Linked DNA regions of Oryctolagus cuniculus: region 2 is linked to region 1. A link is a contact called in public Hi-C data. All regions are on one chromosome and are shown on one strand. The core of a region is the stretch at or near the end of the contact, and the rest is flanking DNA. Distances in the headings are between cores, read along the strand shown.

What was found. A called contact is a pair of places that touch in the nucleus more often than the background predicts.
Region 2: a Hi-C map of an unstated tissue shows a contact between it and region 1, with 5 times the contacts expected there. The contact joins two enhancer-like sites. A contact is called at or near these places in 2 of 6 Hi-C or Micro-C datasets (skin fibroblasts and an unstated tissue).

Annotation. Positions count from the first base shown.
Region 1 is chr5:129,836,446-129,841,747 of mOryCun1.1, forward strand. The region is part of intron 1 of DAAM2 (dishevelled associated activator of morphogenesis 2); the gene reads right to left. Among named protein-coding and RNA genes, the nearest start is that of DAAM2, 25 kb to the right of the region's middle. Within about 2 kb of position 2,181, at least 2 of the 8 cell types and tissues checked have an H3K27ac peak or open chromatin away from gene starts, as enhancers often do.
Region 2 is chr5:130,330,497-130,335,798 of mOryCun1.1, forward strand. All of the region lies in intron 15 of KIF6 (kinesin family member 6), which reads left to right. Among named protein-coding and RNA genes, the nearest start is that of KCNK16, 37 kb to the right of the region's middle. Within about 2 kb of position 2,030, at least 1 of the 8 cell types and tissues checked has an H3K27ac peak or open chromatin away from gene starts, as enhancers often do.

The sequences.
Region 1 (5,302 bases), core at 931-3,430:
GCGGTGAGAGAGCGCAGCGAGGCCCACCTGTAGCTCTGCTACTGCATGCTGTGCCCTTTGCTCAGAGTTCCAGTTTTTAAAATCATTATTGTTTTTGTTTTATTTAAAAGGCTGAGCTAGAGAGAGGAGGAAGAGGAGGAGGAGATGGAGGAGGAGGAAGGGAGGGAGGTAAGGAGGGAGGAAGGAAAGAAAGAGGAAGGGGAGAAAGGGGTGGAGAGGAGGGAGAGGAAGGGAAGGATGTGGGGGAGGGGAAGGGAAGGGAAAGGAAGGGTGAAGGGGAAAGGGGAGAAGGAGAGGAGGGGAAGAGAGAGCTTCCATCCACTGGTCCACTTCCCAAATGCCCACCACAGCCAGGGTGGGTCAGGTGGAAGCCTGGAGCCCAGAACTCAGTCTGGATCTCCCATATGGGTGAAAGGGACCCAAGCACCCAAGCCATCATCTGCTGCTTCCCAGGGAGTGTTGCAGCAGGAAACCAGGATCAGAAACAGAGCTGGACTCCGACCAGGCACACCCATAAGGGATGTGGGTGTCCCGGGCAACACCTTAACCATTGCATCAAGTGCCCACTCCTGCTCAGGGGTCTTAACTGTTCTACACTATAGTCTCCAAATCTGTAAAATGGGCCAAATTCACCATCCAAATTTCAGTTGTAAAAATCAGTTGTTTGTGATGTGCTCACTAGAGTGTCCACTCTATTCGAAGTCTTCATAAGGTCATTGGTGCTCTACCCATGGCCAGGGAAACCCCGCCAAGGTCAAACCCAGGAGCTTGCTAGTCCCTGCTCACAGCCCCTGCAGGAGGAGGAGGCTGAACTTAGAATCCCTTCATCCCCATCATTTAAGGGATCTTCCATCGCTTATCATCCAGCATTCTAGGGACTTCTCCCTAAGTTCTGAGCTGTCTAACAAAGTGTCCCCCAAGACAACTTTCCGCACTTACATCACAACTTATTTAAACAGCTGGTTGTATAAAACCAGACACAAAACGGCCTGACATCTGCACACACAGTAGGTACTCAACCCTGCCTTAAGAAGTCTGTGTAGGGAGAAGACGCTTGTCACTCACCAAATAGTAGCTCAAGTGCGAAGACACAGTTCCCAAGCATGGTTTGTGGCCAGCTAGGGAGCTGGGGGGCAGGGGTTGAAGGGACAGAAAGATCTAGACCTCTTCCAGTCCCCCAGGGACGGGCTTATCAGCTAACTGAATTGCTGTCCTCTGCCTCTGTATTTTCTGCACTAAACCTGCATTTCTTTTATGATCAGGGGGTAATGCTTTTTCCTAATTATACATCCTTCCAATGCTTTTCTTGGTTATAACCTCTCCATGCCCACTCTGCTCACTCACGTGTCCCTGCTTGGTTCTCGTTCTATGTTTCTGGCCCGTGAATTTGCATCCATGGCTGTGAAAGCGGATTTTCCTGCACACATACTCGAGACCCTCTGGGAAGCCGAGCTGCCCCCATCTGGGAGGAGGTGCTTCCCAGAGATGGAAGAGCAGCTGGGTCCATCGCCCACCACTCACTCCCTGACAACCCTCCCAGCCCAAAAATTCACTAGGAGGCTCTTCATGAAGTCAACAGCTCATGCTAAGAGTAACTGCACAGAAGATGGCCCAGGGGTGAGAAAACTGGGGTGTACACATATGCACAGACACATGCACACACATGGCCCCAGTCTGCCTCTCTCTGCTCCTCCCCTATCCAAAAGGAAGCGTCCCGTGCTTAGTGCCCTCGGATGAACCGGGAAGTCAAATTTCCCACTATAGTCCGCAAGGAGCAGGGAGCTGGGGTTGGGACCGCCAGGGAGGGCCCATCAGCTTCCATCTGGCCCTGAAGTCCCTACTTATTTTCCTGGCCCGGCCTGATCTCATTGTCCAATGTGAGGGATCCTGCTCTCTTGGTGACACACACTTTCCCCAAGAATGTTTGGCTTTTCCATGAGGAATTTTTGTATTCGGGAGATTCTTGGAAACAGGACAAGGATTCATGAATCGCTGGCTCTGGCTCTGCCTGAGGGCTCGTGGCTCACAGCAGCAGGCAGGGCAGGAAGCAGGCAGGGAAAAAGGACTTGGACATTTGGGGCAGAGTGGCGGAGGGCAGAGATGTTGCTCCAGTCCCTGGCCCTCTGAGAGCTGCCCACTGGTGGATCCCATGCTCCACTCCACTCGGGAGTCGCCTTCAAGGGTGGATGCCCAGCAGGTGCAGGGCACTGGGAATCCAGTGGAAGCTGCAGAGAGGGAAGGGGCCCTCTGGGTGGCACTGCTGAGAACACGGGGCTCTAGCAGGCACGTGTGTACTGTTAGCTGGCCATGCAATCCTGGTAGGCCACCTCACTGCCCAGAAACTCAGCTCCTCTTCTGCGAAGTGGAATAGCACCCCATTTGCCTGGTTTCAGAGGATGACTTGTACTGAAGCGTGCATACGTGCAGCTCCTCTGCGGGGTGCCTAGGAGACCGGGCATGGCCAGGGAGGAGTTGCCGCCCACTGGGGTGCAGGCCCAAGTTCTTGCCTTCTCGGGCTTACAGGCCCTGCAAGAATGCACCTCTCGCCGTGGCTGCTCAGACCCCAGGTGAGGCCTTGTGGGCTCCGGCAGGAAGTCACCAGGCGTCTGCGCCATCCTGGGTGCTCCCAGCGCATCTGCTTCCCACAGCTGGGAAGCGGGGTGGCTCCTAGGTAAGCATCAGACAGATCACGGAGCCAAGTGGCCCTGCTGGGACTCCAGGGCTCTGAGCTGTGTGGGATGGGCAGGGTCAGGTTTGGCCTGAGGCAGGTGCACCCAGGGGCCCAGAAGGCCCAACACAGACCTCTAGGACGTGGCTGGCCATCAGGAGTTCTCCCCCAACCCCACTTTCCCAGGGGCCCTGCAGGGCATAGTACTCTGTCCAGAAGCGTCAGTATGGGCAGTGCCTCTGTCTAGTGCAGGGCTCTGCTCACCACAGCTCTCCCACTGCAGGCCGGGAGGAGACAAGACAAACAGGTTTCCATTTGCTTCACCTCTGTGACCAGCCCTATGGATCCAGCTATAGATGCCTGGCGTTGCCCCCAGGACAGAACCACATACACTCATGAGCACACATACACACAGCCTGTTCACATGTTTGCACACTCACACACACATGCAGTCAATTCACGCATGTACATACTCACATGTGTGCTCACACATACATGTATACACACATATACTCACACACCTGCTGACATGTACACTGTACTCATGTGTTCACACAAGCCAGTTCACACATGTGCACTCTCATACATGCAGTCAATTCACACATGCACATACCCATATATGCTCACATACATGCTCAAACATGCACACATGTGCACACAGTCAGTCCACATGTGTGTGCTCAGATACATGCACTCACAATCACCCTCATGCACACAGCCGACTCAAACATCCACTCATACACACATGCACACACACATACCTGCTCAAGCAGACAATTCACACGTGTGCATATTCACACATAAAATGGACACATACACACTCATACATTCACACCCACCTGCATACAAGGCACTCACACATGGACTCATATGCACATAACCAATTCACATATGTGCATACTCACACATGTACATATACACATTCACATACTCACATACATACACAAATATACACACCTGCAACAAGGCACTCACATATATACACACAAGTGTACACAGCCAATGCATGTGCATACTCACACACATGTTCATATATACACATGCACGCTCACATATCCACACACACGCCTGCATACAAGGCACTCACATTTACATCAGTCACACATATGCACACTGACATGCACAAAGCTAAACTGACACATGTGCATGCTCACACAGGCACACAGACACGAACACAAACACACACACACTCACATCCCCACAGAGTCAGTCCTTGCAAACAGTTACTGAGCCTAAGAACGCAAAACTAAGAACACAAAGCAATGTTTCTACAAACCTCTGCCTTTACAGAGGCAGGTGTGGCCCCCCAGCTACATGCCTGGCAGTGAGCAATCTCCAGCCCACTGGACAGGGCCTGACAACGAGAGGTTGAGGGGTTGCACTGTATTTTCTCAAAGGGGCACAAATCAAAAAGGAGGAAGTCAAATTATCCCTGTTTGCAGATGACATGATTCTATACATAGGGAGAAATGAAAGACTCCACTAAGAGACTATTGGAACTCATAGGAGAGTTTGGTAAAGTTTCAGGATATAAAATCAACACACAAAGTCCATAGCCTTTGTATACACAGGCAATGTCATGCCTGAGAATGAACTTTTAAGATCAGTCCCATTCACAATAGCTACAAGAAATTTAAATAACTTGGAATTAATTTAACCAAGGAGGTGAAAGATCTCTGCACTGAAAATTACAAAACATTAAGTAAATAGATGAAGACAGACACACAGAAAAATCTTCCATGTTCATGGACTGGATGAATATCATCAAAATGTCCATAGTACTGATAGCAATTTACAGAGTCAGTGTGATCCTAATCAAAATACCAATGACATTCTTCTCAGATCTAGAAAAAAACAATGCTTAAAATCACATGGAAACACAAGAGACCCCTAACAGTTAAAGCAATCTTAAACAACAAAAACAAAGCAGGAGGCATCACAATCCCAGATTTCAAGACATACTAGTTATAATCAAAACAGCCTATTACTGGCACTGAAACAGACATGTAGACCAATGGAACAGAACAGAAACTCCAGAAATCAACCCACACACCTATAACTTATAACTTATCTTTGACAAAGGAGCTAAAGTCAATCCCTGGAGCAAGGACAGTCTCTTCAACCAATGGTGCTGGGAAAATTGGATCTATGCATGCAGAAGTATGAAGCAAGAGCCCTTACACAAAAATCCATTCAGAATGTATCAAGGATCTAAATCTATGACCCAATACCATCAAATGGCTATAGGAAAACATGTAGGAAACTCTGTAAGACACTGGTATAGGCAAAGGCTTCTTGGAAAATACCCCAGAAACACAGGCAATAAAAAGCAAAAATAGACAAATGGGATTACATCAAGCCAAGAAGCTTCTACACTGCAAAGAAAACATTCGACAAAGTGAAAAGGCAACTCACTGAGAGGGAGAAAATATTTACAAGCTATGCAACTGAAGAAGGATCAATATCTAGGCTCTATAAGGAGCTCAAGAAATTCAACAACAAAACAAACAATCCAGTTAAGAAATCGGCAAAGGACATGAACAGGCATTTTTCAAGAGGAAATCCAAATGGCCAACAAACACATTAAAAATGCTCAGGATCACTAACCATCAAGGAAATGCAAATCAAAACCAC
Region 2 (5,302 bases), core at 780-3,279, 490 kb after region 1:
GTTACCACCCCGTGGGTACCATCGAGCCTAAATGGCATGAGATTGTTGATTACACCGACAAAACTGACCAGCCAGCATTTGTGAGCACCGTAGCCTGCACCTGGCCTCATTCCCAGTCCTCTGTGTGTGTCTCTGTAATGTCCGCGGGATCCCCAGGAGGTAGATGCTACTGTTGGCCTCACTACCTAGCTAGGGGTGAAGAGAACCTGTCTCACTTGGTTCAGCCTGGGCTCCGGCCACCACACTGCACTGTGCTGCCCTTAGTCCCCCGAGAGCCACAGATCCAGGGCTTGCCCTCAGAGAGTTTCCAGTGTGACCAGGATGAGGGGTCACACACAGCAAGTGGCAAACCCCTTTGAAGATTTCAGATCCAGACCCGTGAGTCCTTCCGCTCACCGTCCCCTTCCTGCAGGGGCCGCGAGCCGGTTCAGCCTGGGCCTCCTCCACGGGGCCTGCCCTGAGCTCTTCTCCCCAGACCCGCTTTGCCTCTAGCCCGTGCGTCTCCGGCAGAGCACCAGCCTTGCCTTGTAGTTACTCCCTCGCACAATGGTTCTCCGTGCTGAAGTGGGGGTACCCTGAAAGCTGGGCGCAGGTTCTTCCCCGTCGCCCTAGCAGCTGGCACGAGCACCCAGCCGGTCAAATCCACGGCCACGTGGCTGCGTCCCCAGATGACTTCCAGACTCGCACGAGCCATCTGAGCATCCAGTAAAATCAAGTCCATTTAAAAGAAGGAGAAGGAGTAAGTGCTTTTGGACCCCACCGCTGAGCAAATTACAAAACAAGGAGCAATAAATTTGGCTCTCTCTTGCCTCGCCGCTAAGCAAGAAGAGAAGGACCCGGAGCTCGCCAGTTTTCATTTTCTGACAGCAGGAAGCACACTAACTAATTTATCTGCAGAAATAGAATTTCTCCCTGGAACTAAACACAAGCCAGAATTTATCGTGTGAATCCTGGTATAAAGGACACTGACTGACACAGTGAGTGATGTCTTCAACTGCAGTTTCACGGAAGATCCAAACTGTTGTTTAAGCAGCTGATTCGTCTATCGACCCGCTATAAAAGCTACAGGCCTGACATTAAAGCATAACTCAGTGGGAGCGTCTTCGTGAGCAGCTGGGGTAATCCAATCCAGGTCCTCTGCTCCCCCGTGGTCACACCGAGCAGGAATCCAGCGGGGAGAACCCAGCCTGGGACTGGGGGCCAGCGCTCTCCCCCAGACACTTCTCTCAGTTCACAATCCAAGCGCTAATGAGTGCCTACGGTTAGAGTCTACAAGATAGGCAGACCCCTGCCAAGAAGCGTGTGAAGTGTGCCTGGAGAAAGGAAGGAGCCATCAGAGCTTTAGGAACTTAACAGGAAGAGCCCCACCCCGGGGGTGTCCCCAGGGCCACAGGCCTGGCCTGGGTCTTGAAGAACGGGCAGGACTCAGAACCACCGGGAAGAGTGGGGGGTGGCTGGGGTGCACACTGTGTGTGTGTGTGTGTGTGTGGTATATGTGCATATGGAGGGGCATGTATATATGGTGTGGGGGGGTATATGTGCATATGTGTGGCAGGCGTATATATATGTCGTGTGTGCAATACATGTGCATGTGGGGGCATGTATATGTGGCATATGTGTCTGGCATGTCTATATGGCATGTGTACGTGTGTGTGTGTGTGTGTGTAGAATGGCTCTCTTAGGGGATTGATTTGAAAGAGTTGAGGGCAAAGCTAAACAGTAGGACCAGCCAGCTCACTGAGAGCCTTGAATCTGAGCTTGCATTCAACAGACGGTTGAGCCGCTGGGCATATTTGAGCAAGGAAGCCTTGGTCAAAGAGGCCTTTTAGGAAAAGCAAGAGCCAGCACCCAGTGGAATTCCTCAGCATTTGCTCACTGACCTGCACCAGCGCTCACTCCCCGCCCCACCCCGGGGCCTTCCCCTGCCCCTCACCTGCACCCAGCTCCGCCCTTGGGGCCATGCTGCCAGCCGACACCCAGAAGCTCTGCTGTTCTGCTGACTGATTCTGAGTGAACTTGCCATGGACTTGACCCAGATAGAGCCGGGACCAGCCCTAGGAGTCTCACTGCCCCTGAGAAGCTCACAGATGTGCCCAGCACAGTGGGGCACATTGCAAATCAGCCCACCTGTCTCCGCACCTACCCCTCGACCCAGCATCTGTGAAAACATAACCTACAGGAACGTTCCATTTCTTCCTCTTGTAGGCATGTTTCAGTGTCTAGAATATGGGAACACTAATAGTGATTAATACGTAAGACAGGAAAATGCGCCCTGACATGAGACTTGCAGGTTGCACGTGGCATCTGCTGTTGCCCCTCAAACCCCATCTCCTGGGTCCCAGGCTCTCCCTGCCATCGCCTCTCACCACCCCAGGGACAGAGAACAAAGCAGCCCCTTCGGACAGGCCATTGTGGCCACAATGCCACGTGGGGACCTCGACTTGCCAGCAATCAGTGTGCACTAAGTGTCCCCGGACACCCACGCCCAGACCTTAAAAGGAAGGCGGATGAGGCTCCAAGCGCGATGGTTCCCTGCTTGCCAGCACTATCCTGGTTTCAGACTCTGGGCTACAGCGCCCTCTTGTGGCATCCGTGTTGCTCTCAGCTGAGGCTACTGTTCCGCCTTTTCCTATTGGGGAAAACTTGAGTAAGAATGAGTCTTGAAGAGCTTTTTGGAATTCTATACCTGGGGACAACAACTTTGAGAGAAAGAAAAAGGCTCGACCACCACCCATGGCTTCCCCAGACTTCCCCAATTACCTGCCGTGATCCAGTTTGTAACACCTGGAATCCCAGGAGCCAGAAAGGAGCCATCCATGGAGACAGAACTAGAGAGGCCCACCCAGCACCCTCTAGGCCAGTGGTTTACAAACGGGGCTCTGCTGTGGTGCTGGGGAGGGGGGTTCAGCATGCCAACAGCTGGGCCCCACCCCAGTTCAACCAACCTTTCTTTGTCTTTTTGCCCTCACACTTATGTGTGCAGAAAAAGATTTGCAGCTTTTTTTTAATGATTTTATTCATTATTTATTTGAAAGGCAGAGTGACAGGAAGAGAGAGAGAGAGAAAGAGAGAGAGAGAGACAACCTTTTTGTTGGTTCACTCCCCAGTTACAACGGCCGGGTCTGGGCCAAGCTGAAGCCAGGAGCTGGGAACTTTGGGTCTCCCATGTGCCTGGCAGGGGCTCAAGCCCTTGCGTCATCTGCTGCTCTTTCCCGGGCCCGTTAGCAGGGACCTCGATGGGAAGCTGAGCAACTGGGACTCAGACCAGCACTCATACGGGACACTGGTGCCGCAGGCAGCAGCTTAACTCACTGTGCTACAGCACCAGCCCCGAATCCGCAGCCTTCAACGTGTCTCCCTCCCTCAGACCTGGGGCTCTGTCGAAAATATTCCCAAAAGAGGCAGCTCCAACTTCCCTTCCCCAGAGCTGTGCCGCTGCTTCTGGGCCCACCCAGAGCTCTGCACAGAGATCTGTGATGGAACTTACTGACCTGTGCTCATCCTGTCTCCCACTCATCCTCGCACTGGACAGAGAACCTCCCCTTCCCCGGCACAGAGCACAGTGATGGGCACACGAGAGGCTTTGAATACATCGGTGAGATCTGAGGAATCGCCGTGCACCCTACAGGTGCACCTAGGTAACTAAGGGGCTACGTGCCTGGGATCCAACAGCCGTAAAAGGACGGGCTGGGACCAAGCAATGCCCCAGTGCCCAGCACACTCCATGGGGCTGAGGTGGTATTCGCTTCCTGCTTGCTGAGCAGACATATGGATTCTGTAACACCTATCAGCTCCCCAGAGCCATAGTGTTAGCCTGTGTGAATGCAGACTCCCCTGGGAACGCAGGAAACCCTCGCAACCTCGGTGCAGACATGCAGGGATTTGGGTGGATTCAATGGATGAATGATAAAGATAGCTGACTGCAAAGGGAGCAGGTGACACCTCAGTTGGTTCCCAGAGAACGCAGGTGGCTCCGGGAGAGCAATGATGAAGTCTCCCCACTCAAGGCAAGTTGAGTCCTCGGTTGCTTGTGCTCCAGTGACTGAGTCATTGGCCAGATCTCCAGGCTCAGCACAGAGGCTGGAAGTGAGGAGGAGTGACACCCCCCCCCCAGTTCCCAGTCACCAGGACTTCAGACCCTTTGAGTGGTTCCAGCCTCCCTCAACCAGCCCTTCTGGAGAAGGTGGGGCGGGGGGCGGGAGGGACTCTGCATCAGCCCTGGGACCTGTCTTGAATGCAGCTGAGGTTCAGCAGATAAGCAGGCCCACAGGACATGTGTGGACAAATAGGAGAGCTCTGGGTCTTGTGATAGTGGGAGGCTGAGTAGTCCAGGGAGCTGGAAGCCCAGGAGAGTTGGTGGGGGCGGTGCCCAAGCCAGAATGCCCGAGGGACCAGGGGCACTGGTGGCCTGGGTCCCAGCCACGGTCCAAATGCTTGAGAGCCGGGAGAGCTAATGTCCAGGGGCAGGAAGAGACGGATAGACCAGCTGACGCAAAGGGAGCACAGCCCTCGGTGGATCAGTGACACCCACTCACACTGATGGAGGGGATCTCCTGCCCTCGGTCTGCTCGTTCAAGTGCTCCTCTCTCCCAGAAGCACCCTCACAGATGCACCCTGGGTGTCCCTTGGCTCCATCCAGTTGACACATAAAATTAACCAGCACACCTTGGAATCAGGAGGGCCCAGCTGGACTCGAGCCACTGCCACTTGCTCGTTCCATGACCTTGGTCTCTCGGCCTTCCTGAAGTCCCTGACCTCAGTCCTGTGAAAAGGAGGTCCACTCCCCCAGGCCAGCAAGCAGGTGCTCAGTGAGTCACCGGGGACTCTTGACTCCGGCCGCAGGGAATCGGTGAAAGAGAAGCCCAGACAGGAGCACAGCCTCTCATCACAGGGCTGGTCACAGCTGGATGACACCAAAGCCAGCCGGCATAGCCGCTATGGAGGCCACCATAGCCCCACAGGAACCACGTCTCTCCGGCAACCTCTGCTCAAGCCACCACTGATCCCTCTTCCTTGCAGAAACACAGCAGAGCTCCAGGAAGGGGCTGCTGATTCCTTTGAGCCCTCGATCACCAAGGATCTTGGTCCCACTTGCTAAAGCCATTCTTTTCATCATTCATATGTACAGAAATCACATGTGCTACTTTGAACGAGTTAGGCACTTAGAAAATGTATAGAAAACAAAATCCTGTGGCCAGCACTGTGGCGTAGCAGGTAAAGCCGCCACCTGCAGTACCAGCATCCCATATGGGCACCGGTTCCAGTCCCAACTGCTCCACTTCCAATCCAGCTCTCTGCTATG